Linked DNA regions of Mus musculus: regions 2 and 3 are each linked to region 1. A link is a contact called in public ChIA-PET and Hi-C data. All regions are on one chromosome and are shown on one strand. The core of a region is the stretch at or near the end of the contact, and the rest is flanking DNA. Distances in the headings are between cores, read along the strand shown. Region 1 overlaps Gm40908 (a long non-coding RNA gene). Region 2 overlaps Slc22a23 (solute carrier family 22, member 23). Region 3 overlaps Pxdc1 (PX domain containing 1).

The links. A called contact is a pair of places that touch in the nucleus more often than the background predicts. ChIA-PET counts read pairs in DNA pulled down with a chosen protein or histone mark.
Region 2: a contact with region 1 is called in a Hi-C map of liver, with 4 times the contacts expected there. The contact joins two enhancer-like sites. A contact is called at or near these places in 7 of 484 Hi-C or Micro-C datasets (liver and nephron progenitors) and 3 of 115 datasets of contacts at active chromatin or transcription factors (liver, pancreatic cancer cells and stem cell-derived neural progenitor cells).
Region 3: a contact with region 1 is called in an H3K27ac ChIA-PET map of liver, with 6 times the contacts expected there. The contact joins two enhancer-like sites. A contact is called at or near these places in 17 of 484 Hi-C or Micro-C datasets (cerebral cortex, cumulus cells, embryonic stem cells and 4 more), 6 of 115 datasets of contacts at active chromatin or transcription factors (astrocytes, bone marrow-derived dendritic cells, embryonic stem cells and 2 more) and 1 of 9 other capture datasets (embryonic stem cells).

Annotation. Positions count from the first base shown.
Region 1 is chr13:34,462,706-34,466,886 of GRCm38.p6, reverse strand. The region is part of intron 2 of Gm40908 (a long non-coding RNA gene); the gene reads left to right. Among named protein-coding and RNA genes, the nearest start is that of Gm40908, 17 kb to the left of the region's middle. Within about 2 kb of position 2,501, at least 40 of the 459 cell types and tissues checked have an H3K27ac peak or open chromatin away from gene starts, as enhancers often do. A contact at or near this core is called in hepatocytes and liver, where this site is marked.
Region 2 is chr13:34,288,783-34,292,963 of GRCm38.p6, reverse strand. All of the region lies in intron 3 of Slc22a23 (solute carrier family 22, member 23), which reads left to right. Among named protein-coding and RNA genes, the nearest start is that of Slc22a23, 54 kb to the left of the region's middle. RefSeq lists an enhancer at 2,471-4,181. Within about 2 kb of position 2,458, at least 31 of the 459 cell types and tissues checked have an H3K27ac peak or open chromatin away from gene starts, as enhancers often do. A contact at or near this core is called in liver, where this site is marked.
Region 3 is chr13:34,628,180-34,632,360 of GRCm38.p6, reverse strand. Pxdc1 (PX domain containing 1) reads left to right here. Exons shown (of 5, transcript NM_025831.3): 4 at 1,899-2,010; 5 at 3,473-4,181. The coding sequence ends at 3,590. Among named protein-coding and RNA genes, the nearest start is that of Pxdc1, 22 kb to the left of the region's middle. Within about 2 kb of position 2,455, at least 6 of the 459 cell types and tissues checked have an H3K27ac peak or open chromatin away from gene starts, as enhancers often do. A contact at or near this core is called in hepatocytes and liver, where this site is marked.

The DNA.
Region 1 (4,181 bases), core at 1,252-3,751:
AAGATTCCTTAGGGTCAGATTGGGCTAGGGACACACCAATCTTAGGGATAAAGTACTTGCTTTGCCATGCCAAGGGCAACTGGGCAACCCTACCTGCAGGGATCAGAGTGGTGGATCAGGAATTATCCCAAAGAAAGAAGCAAGGACTGAAACACTCACAGGATTTCAGACAAGCTCATTGTGGCATTCCCTGGAGGATGGTAGAGACACATTCTTATGCCTGGATCAAAGGATGGTATTGCCTCTATGTTAGGAGCTGAGGTAGGAAAAAAAAAAAGACGTGAAAAAAAAATCTGATATTCTAACTCTATCTCAGGAGTATCTCTCTGGATGAAAATTAAGCTCCAAACCAGGGATCAGTAAAGAAGGGATTTCCATCACTGTCCAACCTCCGTTTGAACTTCTTTTGGGCAACCCTCACAGTCCCTGTTTCAAGCATTACCAGATGTCTCTAAAGAATTCCCTGCACTATTGAACTAAAGATCATTTTTCTAACAGTGTGTAACCCACCAAATAGCTCTATGGAATTTTCTGGCACTGAGGGAAATTTTTTAAGCATATATTTCAAGTTAGACACAGCAGGGGTAGAGCTACATGACCCTGTTTGTCACCTGTGGTGACATTAATGATCATGGTAATTGGAATTTGACAGAACAGCTCCTGCTTTCCATGGCCCCTGTGGGCTCTATATCACATGTAAAGTCACCTTCCACATTGCTGTTAATGGTGTTGACATGTGTGCCTCTGTGAGCTGTGGATAATTCAGGAGAAAGCAGCTGTGTTCTCTGGACAGCCAGAGAACATGCACCCCTCACAACACTCCTCATGGCTAACTTCCCACTCAGCAGGGGTGGGGCCAGAGAGCTGGTGACTGTGTATGTCAACATCAGATCAGGTTGAGGTTTAACCTAGTGGTAGGGTTCTTGGCTAGCAGTCACAGGGCTCTGGGTCCTAGCCCCAGAACCACAAGAAATCCACACTGAATGTACAAAGATATCCTTCCCCTACACACACACACACACACACACACACACACACACACACACACACACACACACACAAACATTGGCCACCATGTCTTCCCTCTCCAGCACAGGATAAGGTTCTAGGAAGACAGTCACTGCCGTTATACAGCTCCAGGCTCCAAGAGAGACAGAGGGAAAGAAATTCAGACTACCAGGTGTCAGTTGGTTTTAATTTACATTTTTGGCCTGTAATTCCACCTTTAGCCTTCGCCCTCTTCTCGTGTTCGCCAAAACCACAGGAACATTTCTGCTCTATGTTCTGGCACCTAACCCTTATCTCTGACTTACAAAGACTCACCAGCAATTCTTCTCCAGAAAGACCTGAGACTCGGGGATATTCAGCAACAGCCTGTCCCAGACAGACAGATACACATACACACACACACACACACACACACACACACACACACACACAGAGGCATGAGCATACACATGTATGCACACACACACAAATACACACACACAAACACACACACACAAACACACACACACACGCACACCACAGCCTTTCCAAACCCCATACCTTGTGCTACCTGTTTCATTTGTCCCAGTACTTCTTGTTCCTGTTTCTTGTCTGCCTAACTCTTGGCTGAGGAGGGAGGCTCAACATTCTTTTTATTTATACATCACATGCCTAGAATTACACTTGCCAATAAATAAATAAATACATAAATACATAAATACATAAATAAATGTTGCTCATGATATTTACGCCATTAATTTCAGACACATCTACATTTTAAAAAAATAAAATGCTCAGATATTCGCATAGAGAAACCTCAATATCCAATTTTCTTATTTACAGCTTATCAAAAGGCTCTATTTAGGATGCAAAGAGAAGCAAAAGGAAGTGGGGAAGGCGGTCCTTCTAGAAGGACATTGAAGAGCTTCCCCTCTGTGCTAATGAAAAGTTGAGACTACTCTATGGGGCCAGCTCTCATTTTTCAAAGCAAAGATCTCCTTCCATGCTATCAAGGGCTTGAGACCCCCTTCTGACTTTTGGAGCTGCCCTAGAGCTCCAGTTGCCATGTATTAAACATCATTTGGTCTTCAAAAGTGACACAATGACATCTCTTGGGGCAAGACATCTAACATAGTTGGGGGATTTGTATGTATTGAATAGGACTGCTGCCTTGGGCATGGGTTCCTGGTCAGTAGTGCTTTCTCAGAGGCAACATGCCCACTGATGTAGTGGACAAACTGTCCTCAGAGAAGGGCCTTCCAAAACCCAGCCCTGGTGTCCATTTGTTAAAAACGAAATGATTCTGTGAAATAAGTCAGGCACATAAAGACAAGAATGTTCCCAGCTACATGTGGAATCTGACAGATGAACATCAAGAAAATAGAATGGGACAGCGGTGCGTAAGACTTGGTAAGGGTATTGGAAGGAAGGAAAGAGCATAGACACAAGGAGATCACCTGAGTGGAGGGTAAGGTCCAGCCCACTAGAACTCAGTTGCAACAGTGGTTGACAATAATTAACTTGAGTATTTCAAAACAACCGGCAGCCAGAGATGTGACTGAATGTGTAAGGGAGGTTCATGGCTAAGACTGATGATCAGAGTTCCAACCAAGGGTGGAGAGAGAGAGAGAGAGAGAGAGAAAGAGAGAGAGAGACAGAGACAGAGACAGGGACAAAGAGACAGAGAGACAGACAGAGACAGAGAGACAGAGAGACAGACAGAGACAGACAGAGGGGGAAAGATGGAGAGACAAGGAGAGATAGAGATGACTTTAATCACTTGTCCACTGACATTTTTTACTGTGCATTTTGTGAATGTGATAGAGATGGGAAGCTCTAGTGTATGTGTGGAGGTCAGAGGGTAAAGTGTAGGAGTCAGTTCTCTCCTTCCTCCCTGTGGGTCCTGGTGATCCACCTCAAGTCCTCGGGCTCCAGGCAGACACCTTTACCTGCTGGACTGTCTCACAGGATTTTGAGTGCTCCCAACACAAAGAAATAATGAAATGTCTGCAGTTGGAACAGTTATCTAAAACCCCATCTGTCTCATGTTCCCAATCATCTCCCAGCAAGCTGGGGAGTATGGCTGCCCTGTGTCCTGTGTCCTGCTCCCAAGTAGCTGTCAAGGGTTTTGATGGAACCTTTTAGAGCAGAGAGAAACATAGAGAAAACTCGTGTCTTTGTAATTTGCTCTCTCTCTCTCTCTCTCTCTCTCTCTCTCTCTCTCTCTCTCTCTCTCTCTCTCCCTCTCTCTCTCTCTCCTGTCTGCCAGAAAATCCTCTTTGCTTTCATGGCCAGAGGGCAGGGATCGAAAGAAAGACACCCAAGGCCTTGTTGCTGATGCTCCTTAAACCTTCTGCAATTGTTCTCCACCCAGGCTATTAGGGAGGTTGGATGCATGTGACTGAAGCTCCCAGCAACCTCATGAGTGGTCTGTTCTGTGGTCAAGGAGGTTACAAAAACATCACATCATGAATGCAGGGTTGTGACAAGGACTGCTTCCAAAGCTCCTGCTATCTCTGCTTTATCTAGACACAGGGAGGAGGGCTCTACCTTGAGAACAAGCAAATTCTTCCAGAAGGCATTACTCTGTGAGTGGCAGTCTTTTTCAGGCAGCTGGTAGACTTTCTGTGGCCCAGAACGGATCTTTGTGTTCTGAATTCTGGGGTGACCAGCTTCAACTCTTGGTCACAGACAGTGGGGGCCTCCCTGCCAGGCTGGCTGCTTATGCAGTTATTTAAAACAGAGCAGCTGCAATAGAGTCACCACTTGGAAACTGTCCAAATTCAGACCTAGCAGGTCAGAAACTCCAGCAAGTCCTGCAGGGGATTCTCATGCACACTAATGGCTGGGGAAACATACTGACATAGTCTGGCAACTAGAACAAAAACTGAGCTTGGAGGGTCGGGTACCTCCCACTCTACACTGTGCTGACTTCCTGATTACTAGCATTTGTGGATGGAGGGCTAGCCAGGGCAGGCCAAAGTCCCCAGGGAATGGTCAACACAGAGTATTGGACAAACACCAATGCTGCAGACTTGAGATGGGTCAAGGTAAGCCATGTGATAGAGATCAAAGGGCAATGACCCCTTGGGGACTGTGAGTAGAGCTGCAGAGCAACCTGAGCCACCTGTGGCTTGGGCAGGACACAGTGTCTCTGACACTGTTGGTCCTCAGCCAGGACAGATAGAAAAATG
Region 2 (4,181 bases), core at 1,209-3,708, 170 kb after region 1:
TTTAAAGGCCTGTAAAGCATGGACAGATGTGCTGTGCCTTCTGCATGCTAAGAATGCCAACACGAGGCCTCCCTGAGAACCATATGCCTCATCTTAGAAGACAAAAACATGCAGTGACTGCCTAAATGTATAGATAGGTTAAAGTGCTTGGTTACTAGGGGCCTTTCAATTTGGTAAGGATCGATACATCTCAGAATCAGAGGAGGAAAGCAAAACCAGCAAATATTTTGGCCCTTTGGCATTTGAAATTATAAGGTTTAGCTGAATTCTCTGCAGAGTAAACAGCCTTATTAAATTGTATGGTTCCTTACTGGCCAAGTTTTGTCATGTTGGAATTCTAATGCTGCCTCTCTACTTTGAAACAAAACTGTCTTTACAGCAGAAGAATCCATAGATTGATCTAGAAATCGATAGATTTGAGCTGTGGCTTGAGTCCCTCAGATGACTGTGACCACAATAGATGACTTAAATTCTGTCAGCTTCTAGTCTCTTCCTCTGAAATTAGAGGGTGAATTTTCTAATGTGTTCAAAGCATAGGCCCATTCCTGAAATAAATGGTGGTGGTGTGTGGGGGGGGGGGGGAAGGTTAGGAAGAACAAAAACGCAGAGAAACCCTTCCAGTTTGAGTATTTCACAACCTTAGAATCCTAAATTCAACCACTAGCATTGGCAGAATTCCATCCTGCGGAGGTGGAGGTCACATGGAGTGGCTACAAAGGCCAGCTGAGACAAGGTGAAGTGACTGGGTGGGATTAATGGTTAACAGTTTGTCTTTCTGTGGTCTAAGCCCTTGCTTTCCTGTCAACAGCCTGGCCTCACCTGCCCCATCTGCATTTTCCTTCCTCACTGGACATTTACTGGTTTAGGAAAATCTTGGGATCCTGTTATACCCTCCAGGATTCCCTGTTCTCACCTGCAAAGACAGGACAGGACAGAACAGGACAGGGCAGGGCAGGACAGGACAGGGCAGGACACAGAGATGAGGCTGAAATTCCTAGAAAGAGTTTGGGATTATAAGAAAGTAATGTGGGACAAACTCTCAGACAACAACCCCTAGCCCCCACCCTAGAATGAAAGTAAAATAATGGAATAAATCAATCCCTTTGAAAACAAATAAAGAGTTCCAGGCTTCTTGAAAACATTCAAACATATACGGGGAAAGTGAGACCATACCTGGTTTGCCAAGTTTAACTGTTAATGAAATTAAATCATTCATTTGCCTGAGAAGAGAGGCATACACTTTAAATTATATAATGCCATAGAACTGCTCTGTTAATGACTCTTATTCAAATCACTGTGCCATGTCAGATTTGTTCTATTTCAAATAATTCTTTTTTTTGGCAACTCACGTAAAAGCTACTTCTTCCTTTATTCCTTCCTTGTTAAACATTTGAGGGCCAGGGAAATAGTAACTTGTCAATTTGGGTATATATTAAACCCTAGGCACCATTAGGCTCTGAGGTTGTATAGGCACACAATTTCCTGTCTCCCAGGACACTCAGAGTTTAAGAAGGGAAGATCAGGAATGTATTCTGATTGCACTAAGAGCATTAGCACCAGAAAGAAACTCGTGAGCTTTGGCTTTCGTGTTCATTATCTAATGAAGGTTCTTAAAGACCAGAGGAGCCTAGTGCCTTCTGGATACTGTGGATCATTAGAGTTTGGCTGGAGCCTACTGTGTTTTGGATACCGAAGGTCATTAGAACCTGTCTGGAGTCTGGATCATGACTAGCAAAACCTGAGAAGTAGTCTGGGGCACCACACAAAAATTCTGTCCTCCATGAACTTAGGATAGCAAGTCAATAAAGTAGCCCAAGCAAGAGAGGAAACCCTTTCAATGTTTGATTTAGAGGAATCACTCAGGTTGCAGATGTAAGCAGGCCAACATTGCAGGCCAAGCTAGGAACTGGGAGCCTGCTGCAGTATCTGTGTAAGGAAGAGGAGGTAAATCAAGGCCAGGGCTTGGGCAAGGTGGAATCTGAAGTCTGAGAAGAACACAGAAAGATGAGCACATATCTGCTTGTACCTGGATAGATGTGTGCATGGGTATGCATACATGCATATGTGTTTTCCCACAAAGTGTGAGAGATTCAAAATTTGATTCCAAGTCCTACTGAGTTTGGAGCTACTGACCACTCTTTCTCTTTTGGAGTGTGAGAAGAGAAGATGATGGCTTGTGTTTTAGGAAGGTGGTTCCCTAAGAGCATCTTCCAGGTTTGTTTTAGTAAGTGCTTCACAATTCAGAGTCTCAGCAACAAGGAATGTGGGTCCTCAGCATAAAGTAGGAGCTGAAGGCTGTGAACATAGTTGAGATCACCTAGGGACCAGAGTGTGGGGGAGTCATGGGTGCAGGTGAAGAACTGGTTGAGCAAGCCAGGAAGGAATGCCCTCAGAAGCTACTGGTGAGTCAGATAAGCTGGTAAACAGGGAGGCAAGGAAGGGGCAGCATGTTTTCCAATGATGCAAGACACGGAACAGTGTCCTTTGGATGAAGCAATAAATGCCTGGTATGTCAGGGGTAACTGTGGCAAAGGCAGCTTTAATTCAGTTTAGTGATTTAATGTGAAATACTTTAAGCATAGGGTGTAATTCCTGTCAGCCTCAGAATATTACCTTGTTCTTGTGTCGTATGTCTTGCTAAGTAGCTTACAATCCTTTTCAACTTTTGCAAAACATATATATATATATATATATCTCAAAAGTTTTACCACTTCAACCATTCTTAAGAGTCATAATTTATACTTAATGTGACTCATCCACATCTTTGTACAGAAGGATAATTTTTTATATTAACCATTGTTTGTTATTATTGGGTAGAAGAAAACTGGATTATAAGGTATGTCAATAATGACTTTTCCTTCAGGTCCCTAAAGCACATTCCTATGTGCTTCCTAGACATCTAGACACATAGCCCAGGTGCAGTTGTATTTTTGGTTGATGTTGTGTTGTCCACACTCAAAGGCAATGTATGACAAATCACCATGCTCATTACCTGCTTCTCTCCTACGTGCACCCAAGGATGCACACACATGCACGACTTCTTGTAAGCAGCTCATAAAGAGCTGGATCTAGCCATCATTTGGTCCCTAACCCAAGCCTACTGCTCTCTAGTTGTCTTGAATGAGTCAGTTTTCTCACCTCTGAGAACTCATGCAGATGGTGGAGAGGATGAAGGCAGTCATCAAGATGTGTTTGTCCTTAGCTAGTGTGTGTGCACCCAGTGACAAGACAGAGAGTGACACTATTCTGCTGAAGGCAGGATTCCTCCATGGAGACAACCAGCTGCTCCTCCTCTCCCAGGACCTGTGGGTGAGGGCTTCTTTGGCTCACAGCAGGCATGGGACTCTAGGTGAGAAAAGAGACTGGGCTAAGGGGAGTCCCCAGCTTAGCAGTGCAAAGCAGGCTCACTGAGGTGTGCAGAGAGAGAGAGAGAGAGAGAGAGAGAGAGAGAGAGAGAATGAATTTGCTTTGTAATTGCCCCTTTTAGCCCCCCAAGTTTGTGTGTGTGTGTGTGTGTGTGTGTGTGTGTGTGTAAGAGGTAAGAGTTCTAACACTTTAAAATCTAGAAACATTCTCCTGGGCCAGCATAATATCACTAATCATGAACCAACTTATAAAAGTACAGAAGAAAGCAGAAGTAGCTACTTTTAAGTTTCCATATATTCAAAGCAGCTCTACTTCATTCCCTAAATTATTGATCCTTAGTGTCGTAAATATTCCAGTCATCCATTTCCTCCATATTTATTTTATTTTATTTTATTTTATTTTATTTTATTTTATTTGTGATACTGGGGATTAGGGGTGGGGTGGGGTGGGGTGTAGACCCAGGGCTTTAATTGTATCAAACCAGTGCTTTACCACTGAGCTATAGTCCTCACTTCCCTGCAACCTCCACCAGCACGTTGAATGTGTGTGTGTGTGTGTGTGTGTGTGTGTGTGTGTCTGTCTGTCTGTCTGTCTGTCTGTCTGTCTGTGTTATACAATTTCAGAGACAGGGTCTAGCTCTGTAGCTTGGAATGGGCTTTTGTTTACAGCATCCTCACCCCTCAACTGTGCAGTGCTGGGATTACAGGCATTCACCATGACTCGCTTCCTTTTCTATATTTTTAAAATATTAACTTACAAAATATGTGCCATATTTTTAAGGCAACCATTCATTATGCTTTGACCTAAAGGGTTGT
Region 3 (4,181 bases), core at 1,206-3,705, 170 kb before region 1:
AGGATGCAATCTTGCGGATTAAACATACCCAGAATGTGTGGTAAGTGTTAAGTGTAGGCAAGAGCCTTGCTTAGGAGGACTTCAGAGGTGGTCCTAAGCATGGAGCTCAGCTGCCTGAGAGCCAAGGACTGGAGATGAGTGAGGATCACAGAGAGGGAGAATTCAAGATGGCACCAAGCCTGATGATCTCTCGAGGGAAAGGAGATTCAGTTCCTTCTGAACTGTCAAGGCTATAGTAGGTTAAAAAAGAAGAGAGCCAAGCCACACGAGGTTCTTAAACAGTCAGCTCTCCATGTCTGTGGGTCCAGAGTCTGGATTCAACTAAGTCCAGGCCAAAATACTAGGAAAAGGACTCTGTCTACTGATCATGTGTAGCCCTTTCTCCTCCATCATTATAACAATGACTTAGATATCATTTACATTGCACCAGGTATTATAAGTGATCTAAAGATGACATAAAGCCTAGAGGGAGAATAAGTGGAGATTCTAGAAACACCGCCCCAGTCTGCATTAGATATTTAGACATCATGGGTTTTGATATTCAAAGAGGCTGTCTAACTAAATGGATGCTTGCTTGCCGTGACATTCTCCAATAACAAACTTAAAGGTTTCCCGTAGAGAAGAGTCCCAAGGCCACAAGGCTGCAGTGAAAGCTTCTAGCTTGGTGCCAGCCACCAATCCTCCCCGTCAGCTCTTTCAGCCACAGGAGAGCCCTTGTAAACTAACCGCCAGTGTAGACAAAGGAAGCTGCTTTTGTTTGTTGATTTTTCTAAAGTACCCACATCGGTGCTTACTGGGGGAAAATAGAAATATATATACAGTTTCATGATACAAAGTCAGTGAGCCACTCATTTAAAACACAATCTGATCTCATCCAATGCAATTCTTAGCACCACCCAGGATGCAGATTCTGTCAGCCCTGTCTCAGCCACAGGGTAGAGCTCAGAAAGGGCAGGGAAACGGTGTGATGTCACATGTCACAATGGTGGATAGAGCCTGCCTCAGACTTGTGCCCAGTCCTCCATCTACTTCCCTCCAGCCTCCACTGTAAACCCACAGGCAGGGCACACGTGGAGGTGCTCAGATACCAGAGGATCTTGTTTCAGGGAGAGATACACTGCTCCTGTGGTACTGGTGTCAGCATCTCCATCTTCCTGTCTGAACACTAGAAGGATTCTCTGGGTATCGGGAGAGAGAGCTGGAGACAGTGGGTGATGGGGGAGGGGGAGACTGATATAAACTTCAGCTCTAAAATTTTATTTTATAATTTCATACACATACACACACACACCCTTTCTTTACAAGTTCACCCTCCTATTCTCATGCCTTTTAATTTTATTTTTTTAATGATGCACTATATTTAGAATTGCTATTGTGACCATGGGTAGGAGGTTATTTATTGAACAAGGGCAACTTGACTGTGTCTACACTGTCGAGAAATGTTACTTGCCCTTTCATGGCCCCCATAGCTCCCCAGGAAAAGGTGGGACCTTATAAGCCCATCTTCTGTCCACGACAGACTGTCACTGGGCCCAGTCTTGTGCAGAAGACAGTGTTGCTGTGAGCTCTTGGGTACAGCCGCTATGTCAAGTCCAGAAGACGGCAATTCACAGTCCTCCTCCCCACCCTCCACCTCTTACATTCTTTCTGCCCCTTCTTCCACAATGTCCCCTGAACCTCAGAGGGGGTGATTGTAGATGTCCTGTGTAGACCTGAGCCTGTAGCAGTCACTACTCCTCAGCACTCTGATCAGTTATGAGTTTGCATTGGTAACTGTGCACCGCACAGGGAAACATCGCTTACCCAGGCTGAGAGCTGTCGATCGATGATAAATCCTGAAACTTTAACCTCAAACACTGACCTCTCCTGAGTACTTACCTCATGGCTTTGGTTTTCAGAAATCATGAGGTCCAATGGATTTTGTTTGGCAAACACAGAGACCATAGTCATTGACCACAGCATACCCAACGGGAAGGACCAGCTCCTGGATGCGGATTCCACAGAGCATTTGTGAGTGCACGTCCTCTAATGCGTTTTCCTACAAGGGGTCGAAAGCTGGTGGTATGTGCAATGCTCTACAGCAGTGGTTCCCAAGCTTGTCAGTTCTGCAACCCTTCAATACAGTTCTTCATGTTTAATACAGCTCCTCGTGACTCCAACCAGAATATTATTTTCATTGCTAATTCATAACTACAATTTTGCTACTATTATGTAGGATATCTGATATGCGACCCCTATGAAAGAATCATTTGACCTCCAAAGGGGTCGTGAGCCACAGGTTGAGAACAGCAGCAGGCCCTGCCAGTTTGGGTGTTTTAAATGTTCATGCCATCGTCTGGCGAGAGTTTGGTTAATTGATCTAGGGGAGGAAGAGTCACCCAATCACTAGATGTGAGGGGCATTCAGAAGTTGCAAAACTCCAGGAGATAGTTTGTGTTGGCTCTGAGGTGTAAAACACTGTACTCTGGTCCAGGATCCAGAATCCAGATGCTTCTAGACTTCCTGGACCGGGACTGGGACACATATGTTTGTCTCACAAGTTGATGGGTGACCAGTTAGAACCCTAGTCTGTGATGACTCAGGAGCTTTGACTACTGATGGCTGGACAGCCAAAGGCCACTCATTGTGGCCTGCATTCTACCCTCCTCTGCAATGGAACTTCTGGCTAGACTGTGCTGGAGAGTGCCTGCCAGTTGGGAGGTCTGGCTTTGTTGCTAGGTGTTCCTGGGGACAGAACGGGGTCCCTGGGTATGTTGTGGAGGCAAGCAGACCTAGGCCCTGTAGCAGCTGGTGATGTGAAAAGGTCTCCATCTGACTCCTCTACCATGACAGTCTCTGGCCAGCTCCATCTCACACAAAGCCGAAGGGCTTTCCTTCCCTTAACACTCATTCAGTGTGCACCAGCGTGCTATCCCTGCCAGCCAGAGGTCCCCAAGAAACCACAACTTTCATCCTTCAGAGCCCAAGTCATCCTGGGTCAAACTAGGCTTGGCCACTAGGTAGAGCCTGCCTCCAGGACCATAGGGAGGTAGAGCCTGCCTCCATGACCATAGGGAGCCTCCTGTAGTGTCCCTCCCTGGCTCCTTGCAAGCTCCTGGGACCACATCACCTATACCCGCCTGTCCACTGTTAATCTTTGAGCTGACACAGAACGGGAGCCAGAATATCACTGTGAATAAAGAAAGCATAAAGGCCCCACTACCTTACAGATGCAGAAAGTAATCGCCAAGTCAGCAAAGCTCAAAAGCGCTGCCTGGGCGGTACCACCCATTTAAACTAGTTTGTGTGTTCATGGTTCTTCCCACGTGTCTGCTGCGAGCCTGGAAAGGACCTTATCTCCTTAATGTCCCTTGTCCCCTTCCATAGAACCTGGAGCCCTCAGTATCTTGGCACTGCCCTGGCTGCCTCTTGTCCTCTCTTTCTTCTCGCTAGGGTCCCATACAGTGGCCTTCACCTCTGTCGTCTCTTTCAGGTTTGAGAATGGTGGTGAGTTCACCTCAGAGCTGGAAGATGGTGACGACCCAGAGGCTTATGTCACCAACTTGTCCTATTACCATTTGGTTCCGTTTGAGACGGACATTTTGGACTGAGCCTCTCCATCGGGCCTTCTCTGCCTCCAACCTCGACTGCATGTCCTCATGCTGTCTACTGTGCTCCTCCAAGGGCCAAAGCTACTGCTCAGCCTGGACCTCCTAGGGTCCTGAGGTTCAGCAGGCCTGGGTATTTAGAAAGCAGAGGCACACGGGATCCCGATGACCATAGGCAGCACCGAGGGGCCTTCTTCCTGCTCTCAGCCCCTCCAGCCCGCCTCTTCTGGGATGCCAGGCCATGCTTCTTCTTGTCTCACTGCCGACTTAGGGAACATTCCTCTTGGTCACATGGCCCTGACTCCCCACTTTTCTCTTGTGTGTCAAAGGCACACACAAAGTATTTCAAGAGGATTTTTGCTAAGTTACCAAGTTCTGGACCTCGTGGACGGGGGATATTAAGTGATTCAGGACCTCCCTAAGAAGGATGTGTGGCTCTTTTTTTTTTCTTTACATCTGCTCCCTGGAATCTGGGTTTGGGATGAGCCGGAAGGAGCGTTTACACAACATCAAGCCTGGAGAAGATTGCTAGCTTCGGCGAGGGGAAAGCATTCATGGTCCTGTGCATATGAACCTGATATAAAGTTTTCTTCC